Regions from separate parts of the Mus musculus genome. Here regions 2, 3 and 4 are each linked to region 1. The links are chromatin contacts, called in public Hi-C and promoter capture Hi-C maps. All regions are on one chromosome and are shown on one strand. Each heading gives the region's core, a stretch centred on a gene start, on an enhancer-like site or on the middle of the called end of the contact. The rest is flanking DNA. Distances are from core to core; before and after follow the strand shown. Region 1 holds the start of Rasa1 (RAS p21 protein activator 1). Region 2 holds the start of Tmem167 (transmembrane protein 167). Region 3 holds the start of Polr3g (polymerase (RNA) III (DNA directed) polypeptide G). Region 4 holds the start of Cetn3 (centrin 3).

Region 1 (4,697 bases), core at 751-3,250:
TGGGAGCCTGACCTGAATTTTCAGGAACAGGGCATAGAAAAAATTGAGAAGATTGATAAATAGAGGTGGTGATAGATAACCAAACAGTCATTTCAAAGACCTGAATTCTAACTCGGATGGTTGATATGAAGTTGGGGTGTTGCACTTGTGGCTCATGAACTAAACAGTAGTTGGGACTTTAGAGTACATTTAAAAGAAAATCTGCTCTAAGGAGGCTGCTGTAAGAAGCAGCATTTCGTTTTGATTTTAGCGATTATGAATCTGCTTCATTTTGTTCTCCTTTGCTAGCTGGTTTAGAATACAGACCTTAGCAAACCAATACCCACATTTTACCCATCCACCGAATGAATGATACCTGTTCTTTTTACAGCTTTTCAAGTTTCTGTATATTGCCTCCTTAATTAGTATACTATGTTATAGCACAGTAGTACTCAAATTAAGTGTGTCAAAAATCACTGGAAGGACTCATTTAAACACAAATGGTGCATTTTCTGATTCAGAAATTCTCAGATAAAAATTTCTTTTACACCTAATTGGTCAGTTTAACGCTGACTTCTAGCTCCCTTATACAATTTACTTTCACTTTCTCAGCTGACACTTTGCACAAGAGGCAAGCACTACTACTGTTGAAATCAGTTTGATTGTTATAGATTGGGTATACAGGAATATGGAAATGTCCTGTCTGTACTTTGTCATTTCCCTTAATGGTACTCCTTCCCTCTTTCCCTGGTATTCTATCTCAGCCTCTTGCTATTCTCAGCAAGTTAGCTTGGTCAAACTTAATAGAGAAAGTATTATCAATAATCAGTTGCATTCAATGTGACACTTTCCAGGGAGAACAGAAAAGCTAGTACAGTACATGAACCCTAAAGGGCAAATTTCTAACACGGATAAATTTCAAGCAACCAGCATGATCTCTCTATATGAATGGCTGCTTATATACTATCTGCTTTCATATTAGCAAACTATAGATTCAAGGGTGCCACATACAAAAATATCTGGAAAAAATTCCACCTGCATAAATTTTTGTCATTATTCTAATAATAACAAAATAAATGATATTTAGATTATATTAAGAGTTGTGGATAAGCTAGAGATGATTTACTGTGTAAATGGGAAAATGTGCCCAAATTATTTAAGATAATAATTTTGTAACTCAACAGGCCCCTGGAACCTATCCCCAGGGAACATGAAAAGATAATTCTAACAGTTGAGTATGTGTTTATGAATTTATATATACACACAAGTACGGGAAATAAAACTTTTTCCTAGGGTTCATAAAGGGTGACATTGATCTGTCAAAGTTTAGACATGTAGTGTGTCTTTGGTATGTGTTGCAGATTTTTGCATACAAACTAGGACAAAATATATTGGTTTATGACTTCGGTGGCACTTTTCCTCTAAATACTACATTCCTTCTCTGACAGCCAAACATGTGAGGGAGACATTCGGTGAAGAGAACTTATGTATATAATGGTAGCATTGACTTCTACCTTCATACTCTCCATGGCTTCTTTCAACCGTTGTTTTCTCAGGTCCAAGGATCTAGGCTTAAATTATTTCACCTAAGTTATACGGTGATTTATAGCATGCGACGGAAAGGAATAAACTATGAATACTGTTTTGATTTTTGTTGCCGACTGTACGGGCAGCTAAGGCCATTTTTCTACAAGTTACAAAGCAGTGAATGGACTTCCTGGCGTCATCCTTTCCTTCTCATCGCCCCCTCGTCCCTCCAGTCCCTCGGGCCTGGAGATGAGCTATCTTCCTTCTCTCCCTGTAAACAAAGCCGTGAGAGGTAGGCCTGCACCGAGCCCGGTGGCGTGGAGGGACGGCCGCACCACACGTCCCGCACCCTTCAGTGGGAAGCTGTGCCACGCCTCCGCGCGCGCCCGCCGCTTCCTGCCCAGGCTGCTTTTCCTTCTCCTCTGTCCGGACGCGCTCCCGGAAGGCGCCTGCGCAGAAGCCCCCGCTCCGCCCCTCCCTTCTTCCCGGCCCCGCCCTTCTTTCTCTCCCGGGTTTCGCTCCGGAGAGCCGCAGGTAGCCCGCAGCGGAGTCGGGCTCTGCGGGCCCGCCCCCTTCCTCGGCCCCGCCCACTGCTCCCGACTCCAGCCGGCGGAGATGAGGCTACGGTGGCTCTGGCATAGGCAGCCCCACTGGTGGCTGCGGTGGGGGCGGCCGGAACCCGGGCGTTGAGGCGCGGCGGCGGCGGCGGCCGAGGCGGCGCTGCCTCAGCCGCTGCAGCGGGCTTCCCTTCCTCTTTAGCGTAGCCAGGAAGTTTGGCGCCCCTGTGCATGTGTGCGCGTGAGTGTGGGTGTGCGCGGCGAGGTTTGCCTAGCGTTTCTGCAGGCGCTGGGTTTTTTGCCCGCGTCGCTTCCCGTAAGCCAGCCAGCAGCCGCGGAGCTTGGGGCTGTGGCCCGGGGAGGGGGCGCGGCGGCGGGCGCTCTCCTTTTGTTGTTGTTTCCTCTGCCTGGAGAGCTGAAGGGGGACGCGCCTGGGTGGGGCGGCTCGCAGCCCGGGCCTGCTGGCCCCCGGGGCTCCCGGGCGGCAGGGTAGCTAGAGGAGAGCGGGCTTCAACATGATGGCGGCCGAGGCGGGCAGTGAGGAAGGCGGCCCTGCGACGGCGGGCCCCGGCGGCGGCGCGGCCACGGGCTCCAGCGCCTACTCGGCAGCGTGCCGGGTCAAGTTACCCGCGGCCCTGCCGGTGGCAGCCGCCCCGTGTCCCGGGCTGGCGGACGCCGACTTGGTTGCGGCCCTCGGTGGCGGAGCCGCGTCGGGGTCCGGGTTCCTGGGGACCGGGCCGGTGGCCGGTGTCTTGGGGGGCGCCGCGCTGACCGGCAGTGCTGCTGCTGGCGTGGCTGGTGCTGCGGCCGCCGGACCTGCGGGAGACGTCGCTTTCACCAAGGGGACTCTGTCTTTGCCTGCTGAGACGCTCGGGCCGGGCGGCGGATTCCCTCCTCTGCCGCCGCCTCCTCAGCTGCCCCCTTTGGGCTCCGGTTTGGGGACCGTGGATGAAGGTGACTCCCTGGATGGACCAGAATACGAAGAGGAAGAGGTGGCCATACCGCTGACCGCACCTCCCACTAACCAGTAAGTCAAACTGCTGTTGAGGGATTGTGGAAGCTGGCTCCGTGTAAGAAGTGGGAAAGAAGGGGCAACGACACATACCGTGCTCCTGCCGCTGTGATTTGTTTGACAAGTTTTGAAGTTTCAGGTTCCATATATAGGGATTTAATTTGATCAGTCATTTTCCCCTACAGGCACTCTTCCTGGCGTCTTCGTATGTTTATTGCTCTTTTGGGAAGACGTAAAAGTTTTTAAGATGGGAAGCATGGGAAACTGTATTCAGTGGGAACCGGATATGGTTCTGCCCCTTCCTAATTGAGATAGTGTCCGGGATTCAGCAGAACTTGGCACTATAAAGGCAACCGCTGTCTATTGTAACTCCAGTGCTCCCTGCTGAAGTCAGAGGCGTTGAGTACAAGTATTTAAATGACTATATTAATGTAAGTTGCAAATTCATAGGTCAGAATGTTTTGTTTTTACTGCAGCTGCAAACTCCTACTTAATGTCTGCTGGAAGCGTTGCGATTCATAAAAACACTAGATCTCTTTAGAGAAGTGGAGAGAAAAAAAAAAGTTCTGTGAATTACAGACGTGATTAAGAGCCCCCAGACTGAACACTAACTTGTTCCTTAGAATTATTAGATTTATTTATTTACATATAAATATATGCAATATGCAAATATGTTTTATATATTTATTATATCCATGACACTAAATATATTAAATATTTTTCCTTTTAGCATTTTGTTAGTGGAAATTAATTTGGTAGTTGATTGTGACATGATCAGGGCAAATGGCTCTCCCTCTAAAGTTAGAGTTCTCTCCTTAAAAGTGTTCTTTTCATAAGTGAAATGGGTATGTATTTATAACTGTAGGTTGATCTTGATGAAGGGAAAGTGTTGAGATGGAAAGTAGTAATAATAGGTCAGAAATGTTTTATAGATCTTTCATATCAATCATAATTGACCCTTAGAATTTCAATAGCATTGGTGAATATTAGGGAAAAAAGATTCGTTTCATATATTGACACTTTCTAAACACTTTAGAAGTTTTCTTTGGGAGGGTTAGCTTCTTTAAGAGGCTTAAGAAATGACTTTAAAATAACCAGGGAGGCATTTTGTAATGCGAGTACACTTTTGATTAGTATGGGTATTGTATTGTATCATAATGTAATTTGAAAATGCATTGGTCACAAGGCTTTGTTTTTGATGCATTTGTAAATTTCAACTTAGGTTTATTTTGATACAACCAGGTATGGTGAAAGGATGTCCTGTTTCTTTTAATGTTATTTGATACAAAGAATAACTTTTCATTCAATATTTTTCTCTAATTTGTATCTGTGTATTTCAGTCTGTCAGAAATGTTCTGAAAGGCTTAAAAAATTGCAGCACACTGTACATACTTTTGAAAACAATTATGTTTTTATTATAATAAAATACAGTATTTAATGCTGAAAGAATAAAGTATTGTGCCATTTTTGTAATTGAGTTAGGCATATTTAGAGTCTGTTTTTTAAAAAGCCATTTGAAGTTTTAATAATTTTATTTTATGGGTATGAGTGTTTGCCTGCATGTATGTATTTGTGCTGTGCCAGCGTCTAGTGACAGAGGCCAGAAGAGGGCATCGGGTTCC
Region 2 (4,697 bases), core at 655-3,154, 4.8 Mb before region 1:
ACAAACCTTTCTTGGATTTCCTCTGTGATTAATGGCACACTTGACCAAGGACCAGAATATAAAGACAAACGGAGCTGCTAAGTTTAATCTTTACCTTCTATGTTATTTATAACCAATATTATTTTTGGACATTACACTTAATATTTAACATGTGTAACTTATGACCAGTAACATCTCTAATAAAACATTCATTGCATACACTTTTTTTTTTCTCACAACACTTAAAAAAGTAAAACATACAGATTTAATACTATCACACATCCTTCCAAAGCCATTCTACAAATATAGGGATACATATAATTCACCCTTCAACCCTCCAATTCCAGTTACACACCCATATATTCAACAAATCATAAGTTAAAAAAATCTGGAGCAGAAAACTGCATATCTTCATGAACACACCAGTCACTTTTCTTGTTACCACTCCATAGAGTCATTAGATAAATCTGAGGCCTGGCTTTACTTACTAGGTACCCGATCCTAGACAACTCAGGCTCCCTACTTTTCTCTTCCTTTACCTGGAAATATCTCAGAAGTCAGGAATTTAAAGCAAGACAATGCTTAGAAACTACATCTTCTACACATCAAGTACTAGTAAACAAAAGCTTGTTTTTGGAAAAAGTTAAAATACTGTACATCTTAAATTATCTTGATTTTATCTAAGTAGGAGAGGATGTAAAATGTACCTTTGACTAAGAGCAAAGTCATTCTACTTGTTTCTCGGTAAATAGGCAAGAAAGCAACTTTTCAAGTTCTGTAACTGTTTATTAACATCCTTTTGACCAAGAATATACTATCTGCAGTACGAAGTAAAAAAAAAAAAAAAGGCTTTAATGGACTCAAATTCAGTATCTTCTAATCGTAGAATTTGAGGTCTAGTGGGGGTGGGAGAGTCCTGGCTGATTTTGAGATGATAACACAACAAGCTTTCTCTAGAAATATAGTTATAAATGGCTTCTAAACCCACTGAAGTGATAGTGAAGGGAGATTCCTGCATTTACCAGACTACTGAAAAGATGCATTCATAGATCTTTAAAAGTTAATTACTAATGTTTACTTTACTCAGGGGCTTTCTGTTCCTTGTCCTGACCTTTGTTGTTGTTGCTATTTGTGATTTATAGTGTAAGGTTTTCTGAGGTTTAAACTATTAAACAATCAATAATAACACGCATAGGAACTCCCAAAGTGAGTGGTGGTCTGCGAGTAAGGCTCAAGTTCCTTCGAGACAGTAACTAAAATCATTAAAAACATTCGTTTGCAAAGAAGTGTCTTTAGAATTGAAAAAACGATGAGGGAGGGGCCCTATCTCGCCATTGATTCCACAGGTAAAACGGAAGCAGTAGTATCTAGTGTTAAGAAAACCGGCAATCCATTAATTACTGCAGAAAGATGCAGGTTGGGTGACACAGGGAACACATAAAAGAAAGGGGAAAGGGGGAGACTGAGACTCCAGCGTTTGAAAGTGTATATCCGTCCAGATATTTGTAGCAGATGGCAATCGGCTTAGTGGAATGCCACCGTAATTCCACACTAAACAACGCAGCAAGTCGGCCTCTTGGCGAGGGGCCGAGTCCACCACCCGGGTTCTTCCTAGGACTGTTGGCCTGATGCTCCGGGATGTGCATCGCGGCCGCATGACTCCCAGCCTGTGCACCCTCGGATCCCCGGAGAATCACGCTAGCGCCAGGGCTCCCGCGCCCCACAGCGCCCGCACCATCCCCGCCGCCCCGCACGAGCCGCGGCCCCGCCGAGAAACTCAACCGCGGCCAGGAAGCCCAGGTTCTTACCATAGTGAGGCCGGTGCTGGTCCAGCCACATCACCCTTCCGGGCCGGGGCGGAAGAGGATGCAGGCCCGCTGTGCTTCCCGCTCGCTCCAGCGGTCCGGTTGGACCTATCGCGGCGCCTCCGCCCATGCCGCACCATTCAGACTCCGTGATAGGCTTCTGTTACCGGAAGAGGTGGGACTTGGCCGACGACTCGCAAACCACGGTATTAGCGGATTCTCTCATTGGGCGCATCGGTTTATCTCTGGCGTCCACAATTTTTAGAAGACCGGAAGTGGAGTACTGAGAGGTAGGGCCCGGAAGTGGCTGTGGTGTCTTTCCAGAAGCAATGCATTTTTTCCCCCCTTTCTATGTCAACCTCCTGTAGTCCCTGATTTTAGCTTTAAAGCTGCGCAGTGCGTGCTTTTTACCCTGTCTGTGACCCCCTGAGCCTTTTGTAGATGTAAGGTTTTCCCAATGTGAGCACCTGTTGGGCTCCTTCCTAAGTGTCTCTTTCTGTGTCACGTGGAATTTTCAGTCGTGAGGGACTCCTTGGAACTGTGCTGAGCTGCTCTGTGGTGGAGACTTGGATTTAAAAGGCTGCGTCCAGTGTGATGACCCACCAGCCCCTCCCGCCAGCCAATGCTGGCCTTGGCTGGCCCCCTCCTTGTTTGCACACTCTACATCCGGGGCTTAGACGTTCTAGGCCGTGGGGAGAGGGAAAGAACTCTGTGGTAGCTACTGGAAAGGAACGGCCCATTCCCGAGGGGATTATTTGGCTAGTATAAAACCAGTGGGTGAGAAACGATTTCACCTCTAGTTCTCTTTATGAGTTTTGTAGATACGGGGAAGATGTAATCTGATGTGTTCAATTTTATATACATTCTTGGAATGATTCTGAAGTCGGGCACTTTCCCCACTCTTCCAAGTGTATCAAAATTATGGAAATCCTGTGTGTTTAAATAATTGTTTTTTTCCTTTAGTCAGTATGGCTCTAGTATTTATTCAGAATGTTACCCATTCTTTAACTTAATGACCTAGAAGAAGTATAGAAAGCTTTAGTGAAGGAAACTGATGTGATATGTTAATTTCTAACCATTATTTAGCTGAATCATGAGAATCTAGTACTTATGGCAACACAGTACTTTTACCTAGTGCTATGCTATATGTGATTGTGTTTATTACTGCATTGTCATCCAAGATTTTATTTGAAATTATTACTACATTTTTAAAATCAGTTATACCCAACTGCTAAACCTGTTGATCAAATACTCAAGTTCAGAATCTGCATCTTAGTGGTATCAGGAGACTGCAGGACAAGGGATTTCTTTGAGTATTTGAATGGGGGACTGGGGATTAGGCCAATAGGAGAAGTGATTGTCATTGAATAGTCTCAAAATTGCTTTGTGTTATACTTACTATTTAAGTTGACTAACCATGAATGTTTCAAATGTAGACGTAGAAAATATGTTCTGAGCTCAGTAAGTTTGGGTTTTACAGTAGTGAAAGTGTTGGTAGATGTTATAACTGACTCTATTCATATAAAGATTGCTAGGTCCTACTGTTTGACACTTCAGGTTGATGTTTCTGTATGAGGTTCTGGTCCAGGCTCTAGTAAAGAGGCTAAGGTTGTTTAAGATGGTAATTGGTTTGTTGTATTTATGGGCAATTTAGGCCATAGTTTCTTATATATCTCAACTTTAGAATAGAGGCAATTAACACTTTTCAGTTCTTTGTTTTTGTTTTGTTTTGTTTTTCGAGACAGGGTTTCTCTGTATAGCCCTGACTGTCCTAGAACTCATTCTGTAGACCAGGCTGACCTCGAACTCAGAAATCCATCTGCCTGTACCTCCCAAGTGCTGGGATTAAAGGCGTGCACCACCACTGCTGGCAACACTTTTCAATTCTTAAGTTATCCATAGAAGTACATAGTGTCAGGAGGTAGAGTTGAACGTGTGTGTGTGTGTGTATACATATACATATATAAAAAATTTATTATATCCATGTAAAATAGCAAAATTAATATACCAGTGTGACCTGTGGGGAAGCTGCATGGCGATTCGGCACACAAAATCCTTGATTGTGTTTTTTGTTGCAAGTGAATGGTAATCACCATGTTAAATTCCTTTTCTTTATTTCCACTTCTAGTAGCTCTGCTGTGATTTTCATTTCTAATCATCATGGGTTAATTTACTGTTAAGAAAAGATCTTGACTGTGTTATTCAATTATGCAGACATTATTGTCTTCTCTGAATGTGGAAGAATATTTTCAATTTTCATTTCATAAAATCCAGAGTTGTATATAAAATGAGAAATTTATAGTTTTTGTAAGAGTGCATTGAGCTTAGGCCATAGTTACATATAAATTAGGCCATAATACATATAAATAATTAAAACCTGTTTGATACATTGTAAGCATTATAGTGAACATTGAATTTTCATCCTTGAGTGGAGGGCTAATGATGGAAAATTGTTTGATTGTTAGATGCTATTTATACAATAAAAAGTTTAAAATTCATTTAGTTTCTTATGCAGCCAGGCCACTTTCTCTACATTTCCCATTTGTTTTTGATTTCTGATACTGATATTATTTGAGGTTTCTTTTTTTTCCTCCAATTTTTTATTAGGTATTTACTTCATTTACATTTCAAATGCTATCCTGAAAGTCCCATATACCCTCACCCCTCACCCCGCTTTCCTATCCACCAACTCCCACTTCTTGGCCCTGGTGTTTCCCCTGTACAATAGTGTCTGCATTTGGTGGCTGATAATGGGATGGACGGCTGGGTGGGGCAGTGTCTGGATGGTCCATCCTTTCCTCTCAGCTCCAGTTGGAACATGCCCAGGAGAGGTATTGCGGGATCCTCCGGTAGTACAATGTCCAATTTTCTGAGGAACTGCCAGACTGATTTCCAGAGTGGTTATACAAGCTT
Region 3 (4,697 bases), core at 984-3,483, 3.6 Mb after region 1:
ACCTGTCCTCTGAGAGTCTCTATCCAGCAGTGGACTGAAACAGATGCAGATACCCACAGCCAAACATTGGACGGTGGTCTGGGACTCTTATGGAAGAGTTGGGGGAAGAATGAAGGCCCAGAAGGGGAAGGGAGCTCCAGCGCAAGACCAAGAGAGTCAACTAACCTAGGGGCACTCAGAGACTGAAGCACCAACCAAAGAACACACAGACTGAAAAGAGGTTCCAGGCACATAGGTAGCAGGCAAGCACCTCAGGCTCCATGGCTGCCCTATCTGGCCTCAGTGAGAGAGGATGCACCTAATCTGGCAGAGACTTGATTATGTGCTGTGTTGGGGGGAGGGGTACCCAGAGGGGCCTCCACCCTCTCGGAGGAGAAGAGAAGAGGGGATGGGAGGAGAGACTCTGTGAGGGAGGGAGCAGGAGCAGGAGTAGTTTTGGGGATGTAAATAAATAAATAAATCCTAAGACAAAAATATAAAATTGATAAATCAAATATTGCTGCTGTTGCTAATCAGTTCAGTTAGTGCAGTTCCAGCATGAGGGGAAAGGGACTGGGACCCTGTCTATTTTGCTCCAATCTATCAATTGCTTAGGACCAAGAGAATGAAGTCCTCATTAACACACACACTTTCTCCACCGGAAACAACTCCCTTATTGATCTTTCCTAGGCCTTGCTCTCATCCAGACCAGATATTTGTCATATTTCTATATTTTATGTTCACTGTCAAGCCTTTTTTTTTTTTTTTCTTGTGAGGCAATAAGCAAACAAATCCATCCGAAAGGTCAGGATGGATGAAACGGAACCAAAGCTTTCCAAGCCTACAGGTGGACCGGATAGGCACTATGCAGTGAAGTGAGGAGGCAGATGAAGTCAGCAGTTTTCAAAGCACAGAGCCTAACACTCTTCCCAAGGTGCCATTGCTTAAAAGCCTACTCGTTACAAAAGCTGAAAATGTTCAACCGGTACTTGGGAAAAGAATGGAAAATCTCCAGTCACAAGTCTCTGCAGTGTTACTACTGTAGCTGACTGACTGGGGATGGTGTGAGCTTTCAAAGAGACAGCCACACAGCAGCAGCGCGCATCTCCGGACAGAGAAGCCTGCCAGGGCCTAGTCTCTGCTTAAGCTGACTTCCACGCAGCAAAGGGTGAAACAGAGTATTCCCGCACTGTACCCCAACAGTGCCAAGGAGGTCTGTAACATGCTGTACACGCTCTCCAAGCCCCTCCCTCAGTGACAGCGCACGCCCGCGGGGCCCATTACCATCCTGCAGAATGAGGGTGGGTTGCACTGCCTGCACTCGGAACTGCCTGGCCCTCCAGCCAGGGCTGGGCGCCCGCACCACCTCGCTGTCAGAAAGCCAGGTCACGGTCTCAAAGTTGTCCCCGCGAGCCAGGGCCTCGGCCTCGGCGCGGTGCACAGCCACCTGGTCGAACTGATAGAGACCGCCGGAGTGATCGAAGTGCACGTGGGTGGCCACGGCCAGCAGTGGCCGGCGTCCTGCATCCTCTTTAGACCCGCAATCCTGCAAGAGGCCAGAGGAGTAGAGGTACTCCGGAAGGCTGCGCAGCCCCAGGCCAGTGTCTATCACCACGTCCTGCTCCGAGCCGCGCACCAGCCAAATGTTGGCCCGGTTGCCTGACTCGTAGAACCGTTCTTGAATCCAGAAGATGCCATCGCCCAGAGACTTGTGGGCATACCACTCGAGCGCCGACATGCTGCTGCGCAGGGGTGCGGCCGGGCTAGGTGGGTGTGCCTCCCACAGGCAGTCCAGGACTCGCTGCTGCTGCTGCTGCTGCTGTTGCTGCAGAGCCGGAGGAGCTACTCTCAGCTCCGGAGGAGGTGCGATCGAGGGGCGGGGATGCGGAAGGGAGCGTGGATAGGACGCTGCGACACTGCCCAGATCACCTGTTCCGCGCCCTCCCGTCCGAGCCGCAGAGCGCAGGCTGCACCCCAGTTGCCGCAGCTTCTGCAGCCGCAGCACCAAGGCAGTAACGCAGGCTGCTGAAGCGGGGAGGAGACACCGGGCAATGCTGCCCTGCTCGGGGTTCTACTGCAGGGGCCGGGAGAGATGCGTGGGAAGCGACACACAGGACCGCCCCCACACGGGCAGCGGGGGGCTGTGCACTCGCCGCCGGAGCCCAGAGTGAGGCCGAGCCTGTTGGAGGCTGACTACGGCGCCTGCCAAGGGCTAAAAAGCTCTCTTCCGGGGGTGTGGCCTCGCGGGAGTGGGCGGGGCTTCCAGTGCGCTCTGCTGCGCCGTAGCCGCGTGCGGTGTGGGGCGCGCTACTCCGGAGGTAGAATCTGCGGCTCCTTGCTGGAGGGGCTGCCGGCTTTCTTGCTTCCTCTGCTGCACCGTGTGCTCAAGCCTCGAGACTTGGCTAGCAGGTAACTGGAAGCTATCCCGTTCTGGGCAGGAGGTGAAGAGGGTAGAAGGGAGTTGATGGGGCACGTGGAGAACGTGGTGGCCGGGTATCCGGAGCCAACATTCATGAAAGCCCCTCTGGAGTGACTTTGGGAAGTATCCCTACCTCCCCAAAGCTGCTGCTGCGGTCTTCCAAACCGTTTAAAGTTTTCGTAGCCAGATCTCCCAGCTTTCCGGTGGGTTTGTTCTCAGTGAGAAAGAAGGGAGTTTATCCTCTTACAAGAGAAGACTATGCAAATCTGACGACTGTGTTTTTTCTTCATTCAAAGTTTGGCGGCAGTTTGCTGATAAGGGCATACTTACCGTCGCTTCTGTTTTCTTAATTGTTGGCACCCTTGATAGTGAGGAGAGGGGTTGGTGATAAAATTTTTCTTTAAAAAGAAAAACCTAAATGGCCGTCATAGTTCTGGGTGGTTCTTTGCTCTTTGAAGAGAGCAGAGAAAGTTAGAGCTTAAGGAAAGGCGGAGCACTTTGAGGGGACATGAAAAGTGGATAGGGACTGGGTGTGGCCTTGCAAGCCACCAGAAATCACCCCCACTGTCAGTATCAAGTCCCTGCGCTTGCACCCAACCACTAGCTATTGATACATCTATTTCGGATTAAGAAATCCCTTTGAGAATTTGACTAACCTTCAGAAATTATAAAGAGACCCACGGGAGAGCATTATAAAGGATAATTAGGAAGATTCTTACTGTGGTATCTCCTAATAAGTTTCCTAGAGGGAGAACTGTACTTCCAACACTCCAAAACTCTCTGGTGGGTGTAGGAGCAGGTCACTGCCCTTTTGAGTATTTTGCTAATCTCATCGGTTATGCAGTTGGGACCATTCTTAGCACGAGTGCCTCAGCTAAATGGTGTGTGACAAGCAGAAAACTGTTTAAAAACAAAAAAAAGTCTGATGTGAGTTCTCGAGAATCTGAGGAAGCTAACACCTGTACACAAATACTTGTTATATAATGCAAAAAAAATGCAAAAATTGGATTCTACTTATAGATGGACTAGTGAATGATTGCACTGGCCTTATCGAATGCATTTTCTGCAGAGAAACACAGTGCCCTCTGTACTTTGTTTTTGCTGCAGAAGGGGGCCACTCGGTAAGATGGCACAGTGTTGTTTCTTGGCCATAAGCTCAGAAAGAATTCAGAGATGACTATCTGGCTTGTGGCAGGCTCTAGAGTCCTTTGGACCTACAGTTCCCAATGACACTTTGTTTTCTACTTTTCAGTATGACTCTGCTTCTCATCGTAATTACATTTAAGCTCAGACAGTCCTGAGAGAGGCAGAACTTCTTCAACTAGTTTTTCTGGCCTGGTTCCTGCTTCATTTTCACACCACCTATCAGGTTCTGACAGGTTCTCTAAAGTATATTTTGCCCACTTCCCATACTCGATCGTAAACTCCATTAAAAGCAGAGATGTTATTTTGTTTGCCTCTGTATTTCCAACAGTGAGAGGATGGTTTGGCCCAGAGGTTAGGCTTAGAGTTGGGTCTTTATCAAGACCTCAGTGGATAGTTACTTGGTGAGAAGCAGAAGTTAAATGTCCTAAGCTCTGTTAATTGAAGAGAATGACATATCAGACGATTAGCCTTCTGTTAAATTGATGAGATGAATTGTTAGGGACATAACAATTATCTGGACATAAAATGCCTACGATGTTTCAGAGGGTCGATGTTAAAGGCCTGAGCTAACGCAGAAAAAAGGGGAATAATAGAGAACACACTGCTAATAGTCTTCTGTTAGGTGATCAAAGGAGACAGCCAGAGTGGAATGAGTCAGGCTCGTGATTAGAGCAAGTTTAGGTCATTCTTCAGAAAGATACTGTGACTTGGCTTTCGCTGTCTCCCCTGGCCTCCAGCTACTTGAACATTTAAATGAGCAAGGTTGTGTGTACAAGAGGATGTTACATTTCAGTCACAATTATAACTCACAACATTTTAGATCTAGGAAGAATTGCAGAGGTGAGCGCACCATCTTCCAGGAGATTATGTGTACAGTTGGTTTGGAGAGACTTGAACAACGCCCATTTTCAGATCTCTTGGAACAGATTCTGAACGGAAGTTTTGAGGCAGGACTCTGAGCTGGCAGTCAGGCAGCATCCTGAGGTGATGGTGGCAGTGCTGCTTTGTCGATCTAGTGTTTTCGATTTCAGATTTGGGGCTGGAAAGACGACCCGAGTTCAGTTCCTAGCGACCACAGCGAGTGGCTCACAAGCCCTGATGGCCTGGCATCCTCTTCTGACCTGCCTGGGCACCTGCATTTCTCCGCACATAC
Region 4 (4,697 bases), core at 1,256-3,755, 3.5 Mb after region 1:
TCTATCCTCTCACCTCAGTTTCTATCTACCCCTACTTGAAATGCTTAAAAATCACCTACAATGTTGCCCAATTTAAAACTACAGTTAACATTTAAGATATCAAATGTTATCTTTCTCACTGGGTTGAACATAAGAAATGTGTTCATAACAAATTTCCCCCTCGATCTTTACTCGTAATTTTAATCCTTAAATTGGGTATTTTCCCTCAGCACATAGCAACATTAGGCATCAGACAATTTATATCCTTTGTAACAGAGACGAGCACACTAAGAGTGTGTTAGTACTATTTTAAAAATTAAAAGCTCAATCTCAGAAATGTCTGAGCAAAGGCAACTATCTCTCCATCTCAAAACTTTTTAGGTTGCACTACAGAGATAGCTCAGTGAGTAAGAGTGCTCCTCGCCCTGCAATCTTGAGGACCAGAGTTCAAATCCCCAGCACTCATGTAAAAAGACAGGCCTGGCTGCAGGTGCCAGTGACAGAGGTGTGTTGATTGGAGTGACCCCAGAGTTCACTCTCTAGCCAACCTAGTTCAGAAGTACTGAACTTCCAATTCAATGAGACAGTCTGTCTCAAGGCAACAGTGTTGGAAGGCACACAAGGCCGTACTCTACACTGCACATGATACACATGGAATGTACAGGTCTGCACAAGCAACAAGCATAGGCCACAAACATCGTGTTTTAAAAAGCTGAGCTATATACCATCCCACAGAGGAAAACAGCAGTGGGAAGAGCATGCTAAGGACTCTCCCTTTAACTGGGTGAATGGAGAAGTTACACTTTCCATCATTACGCACTTAAATACAAGGTTCTACAAGCCATATTCTGTTTGTACTGTTTTCTTGTACCACCTGTGGGTGGGCACTACAAACAGCCTCACAGTTCCGAGACAAGCTTCTAAAATAGACTTTAAAGCAACAGTCACAAATGCAATTGAGTTAAACAAAAATGGGTCTTAAAAGTCCCCTGTTACCTTTAATTCATGATAATCTATGGCTTGGTCTTTGTCGGTATCAAACAGCTCAAAAGCATCTTTAATTTCTTGCTTCTGTTCTTCAGAGAGCTCTCTTCGTTTTTTCCTTTTTGTTTTGTCTACTACAAGCTCACCTCTAGGACACAGAAAAATGTCTTTAGGCCACTTTAACCCATCTTAGGACAAAGATTCATTTTCTAAATTTTAACAAAGCAGAGTAGCCTGGCAAATAAAGGAACTGCCCCTAAATCAATGTCCTGTAGTCAAATGTACTTTTATAAGAGAAATCCTAAACAAAGTCAAAAGCACCGAAAACACCATACATATTATTCATGTCATCTACCAAAAATAAAGAACAAAACAATGTCATCTACCAAAAATAAAGAACAAAACAATCAACCAGAATAGACTTGATTTTGGACAGCTTATAAATTCTCACAATTACTACAAAAAAACAACCATAAAACTTAAAAGATTACTTTTGCACTGTAAGCTCAAAATGTTTTTAGATTATACATTTGTAACACTGCTTTGTGGTTTTATTCCACTGATATTAGCCAGGCAAAATATAAAAGGGTCTAAACATTCAAATACTAGACACCAAAAAAAAAAAAAAAAAAAAATCACAGCATCTAATAGTCGTGCTTAAGTCTACGTGATGTTTAAAAGTGTTTTAACTCTCACTTAACATGTAAACGATAGGTTAAACGTCTTAAAACTCTGGAGAAGCTTAAAGAAAAATCTAAAAAGGGCACTTGGATCTGAAAATGTCTGCCTTCAAAAGCTGCCAATGCAAAAAGCGGTCCAAATGTGTAAACGAGGATACAGCACGTGTATCCGCACGTTCTAAAAGATGGAAGCTTTAAACCTCAAACCCTTGAAACTCGGCTAACTAACTGCTCGCGCTATTTACGTCTGGACGCCGTCGGGCTCAGGGACGCCGGCCCAGTGGCCCACGTGACCCCGGCTGCCCCCACTCGCCACACCCCCACGCCAGCTCCCGCCTCCTTCGTCACCCTGCGGAGCCAAAGGGGCGGCGCGGCGCGGCCCGCCCGGGGCACCTTTAACTGTAGATGGGCAAGGTGAGGAGCCAATGAGGGGAGGGATGGACGGAAGTGAAAGGACGGTGTCACGGAAACGAGCTCCACCCGAGACGCCTAGAGCACAGCGTGCCTCGGGGCCCGGGGAGAAAGGCGAGCGCTCCTGCGACTTTCCAGGGGGAATCAGGCAACCAGGGCTGAGTCCCGCAGTCGCGTGAGGGAAACCTCGCGAGACTTCACTCGGGCTGCGGCGGTGCCCGGAGGCGGGAACCGCCGAGGTCTGGTGCTCGGCGCTGGGCACCCGCCCCCGACCCGGTCTCCCGTCCACACCCGCCCTGGCCCTCTGGGGGGACGGAGGCACGGCCTCCTCGTTACCGACCTCAGAGCTAAACTCATTCTCTCTTCCGACAGAGATGTTCCACTCGGGGACTTTACCACGGGAACCGCTCAACAGCCACCAACCTCCACGCCTCGGGGACCACCCACCAGACAAGTTTCTGGGCGCGATTGGCTGAAATTGCCAACAGCCGGCCTATTGGGGCGGAAGCGTCGCTGCTCTTCTTTTTTCATTGGTCAGCATTCATGTCAATCAAGTACACATTTTTTGGCCCTGGTTGTCAGTCTGGCTCCCTGGATTGGCCAGGTTCTTTCCCGACTCCCTTGCGCGCGTATTAGAGTCACCACGCGAGACTCAGGCAGGCAAGGCGAGGCCCCACGCGTGACATGCACGGCGTCGACCGAGGGAAGGGAAAAGGCCAGCCCAAGCAGCCTGCTCAGAACGAGGGAGCAGTTTATTGGGGAACCAGGTCTGCGAAAAGATGTACAATTTTAGGTGGCCGGTGCACCTGAGAAACTTAAATCTAAAGGCGACATTCTTTATTCTTAGTTCAGTGAGGACCAAGCTAAGCGTTCTCCCCCGTACATCTCCCAAGTGATTTTAAGGCAGGCTGGATTATGGATTAGGCTTCTCGTTTTGCTGTTTTGTTAGGTCATTTACAATGAGACTAGCCAAACCACCCTTTTCTTCTGTGCGATTGGAAATGTGTGCTTGCTTCTGCTTCTCATTTTCTAGTGCTATAAAGTGTTTATGTGCGTCTTATCTTCACTGCCCACCAAGCCTCTTAAAGTTTACTTAGATCATCAGACTGCGAGCGAGACTGACTGTCTTCAAGGCCAGGGTTCTGTTTACACGAGTATTTGTACCAAACAAAATATCTGGAACTTAGGTGCTCCATAAATATTTGATGCATAAAATGAGGTATTATTGTGGAAAACTTGGAAACTACTGAGCTAACCTGCAGTGCTTATCGGTATAAATACAATAAACTGGGGCTAGGAATTAGAAACGGCAAATACTGTATGTAAGCTTATATGTGAACGAAGGACGCTGTGTAATTGGCTATGCATGAGTTAAGCTAGAGTGTAGATAGGAATTTGGACAAGTAAAGGATTGGGATAAAGCTAAAAAGTAATAGCTAAATGATAGCACTCCCAAAACCAAAGTAGAAAAATGTTGAAGAACTCAACTGGGCATGGTGCTACACATGTTTAATCCCAGCACCCAAGAGACATGTAAGCAGATCTTTGAATTCTTTACATTGTGAATTGCAGGCCAGCCAGGACTAGTAGTAGACCCTGCCTAAAATATAAAAATTAAGTACTTTTACTAACAAGTTTAAAAGGAAATTAGGCCAAGCAGTGGTGGCTCACGCCTTTAATCTCAGCACTTGGGAGGCAGAGGCAGGTGAATTTCTGAGTTCGAGGCCAGCCTGGTCTACAGAGTGAGTTCCAGGGCAGCCAGGGCTACACAGAGAAACCTTGTCTCGAAAAAACAAACAAACAAACAAAAAAAGGAAATTAGATTACGTCATATGTATACTAAAGAACACTAGTGAAAAAAAAAACTACTAAAATTTTAAGATTGTAAAACCAAGCCTAAGAAGAAAAGTATTAAATAAAGGTGAAAATAAACCATTTACATGGAGATGTTTGAAACAAAGGACAAAATAAACTAAACTAGAAGGAATAAATTACTGAGAAATAATATAATGAGATTTTTTTTAATGGAACTTTGATAGAATTAAAAAGCTGGTAAAATATTCTCATTTAATATGAAGAATTTTCTTGAAACACATAAATTTCACATTCTTCTAGGAAGTGAAATAAAGAAGAAATTATTACTTAATACTTTAAAAGAAAGTTTTGCTTAAAAGTATTTCTCATACAAGCCTGATGAGGGAAGTTGTATTCTCCTGCCTTGCAACCCCACTGGAAACCCATTGTGAAAAGAGAGAACCAACCTCAAACAATGGTCTTCTGACACCACACGCGTGCCATGGCTGTGGCCCACATGCACACACACAATAATTATTATAAATTTGATGCTTCTAATACATAGTTAAATTTAAATTATTTCAAAGAAAATAAAAGTAACTAAAAGTGACCAAAAGTTGGAGAACTGGATTTGGTCAATATAGACAAAAGTAATCAAATAAAATTCTGTTTCTACAACTAAAACATATTTGATCCACTTGGATTTTTGTGCAAGTTTTTTTTTAAGATTCTTGAGCTAATTTCCGTGCTTTAAATTCAACGCATGATAATTATAATTTTTATTTTGTAGCAAAAGTAACTAGCAAAAATCTTCAGCATGCTAAAAACTCTTGCAGACACTCAAATCCA

What was found. Promoter capture Hi-C pulls out the DNA fragments that hold promoters and counts their contacts. Hi-C and Micro-C count contacts between places; a contact is called where the count stands out from the background.
Region 2: a contact with region 1 is called in a Hi-C map of CD4 T cells, with 2.9 times the contacts expected there. The contact joins the promoter of Tmem167 here to the promoter of Rasa1 in region 1. A contact is called at or near these places in 1 of 39 promoter capture datasets (pre-B cells) and 1 of 484 Hi-C or Micro-C datasets (CD4 T cells).
Region 3: a Hi-C map of LSK cells shows a contact between it and region 1, with 9 times the contacts expected there. The contact joins the promoter of Polr3g here to the promoter of Rasa1 in region 1. A contact is called at or near these places in 1 of 39 promoter capture datasets (pre-B cells) and 1 of 484 Hi-C or Micro-C datasets (LSK cells).
Region 4: a contact with region 1 is called in a promoter capture Hi-C map of pre-B cells, with 3 times the contacts expected there. The contact joins the promoter of Cetn3 here to the promoter of Rasa1 in region 1. A contact is called at or near these places in 1 of 39 promoter capture datasets (pre-B cells) and 1 of 115 datasets of contacts at active chromatin or transcription factors (astrocytes).

What each region holds. Positions count from the first base shown.
Region 1 is chr13:85,286,789-85,291,485 of GRCm38.p6, reverse strand. It overlaps Rasa1 (RAS p21 protein activator 1), which reads left to right and starts at 2,000. Exons shown (of 25, transcript NM_145452.3): 1 at 2,000-3,090. The coding sequence starts at 2,579.
Region 2 is chr13:90,086,874-90,091,570 of GRCm38.p6, reverse strand. It overlaps Tmem167 (transmembrane protein 167), which reads right to left and starts at 1,904. Exons shown (of 4, transcript NM_025335.3): 1 at 1,788-1,904. The coding sequence starts at 1,790. Xrcc4 (X-ray repair complementing defective repair in Chinese hamster cells 4) reads left to right here and starts at 1,963. Exons shown (of 8, transcript NM_028012.4): 1 at 1,963-2,074.
Region 3 is chr13:81,708,549-81,713,245 of GRCm38.p6, reverse strand. It overlaps Polr3g (polymerase (RNA) III (DNA directed) polypeptide G), which reads left to right and starts at 2,233. Exons shown (of 8, transcript NM_001081176.1): 1 at 2,233-2,388. It overlaps Mblac2 (metallo-beta-lactamase domain containing 2), which reads right to left and starts at 1,829. Exons shown (of 2, transcript NM_028372.1): 1 at 1,264-1,829. The coding sequence starts at 1,717.
Region 4 is chr13:81,781,055-81,785,751 of GRCm38.p6, reverse strand. Cetn3 (centrin 3) reads right to left here and starts at 2,505. Exons shown (of 5, transcript NM_007684.4): 1 at 2,395-2,505; 2 at 976-1,111. The coding sequence starts at 2,411.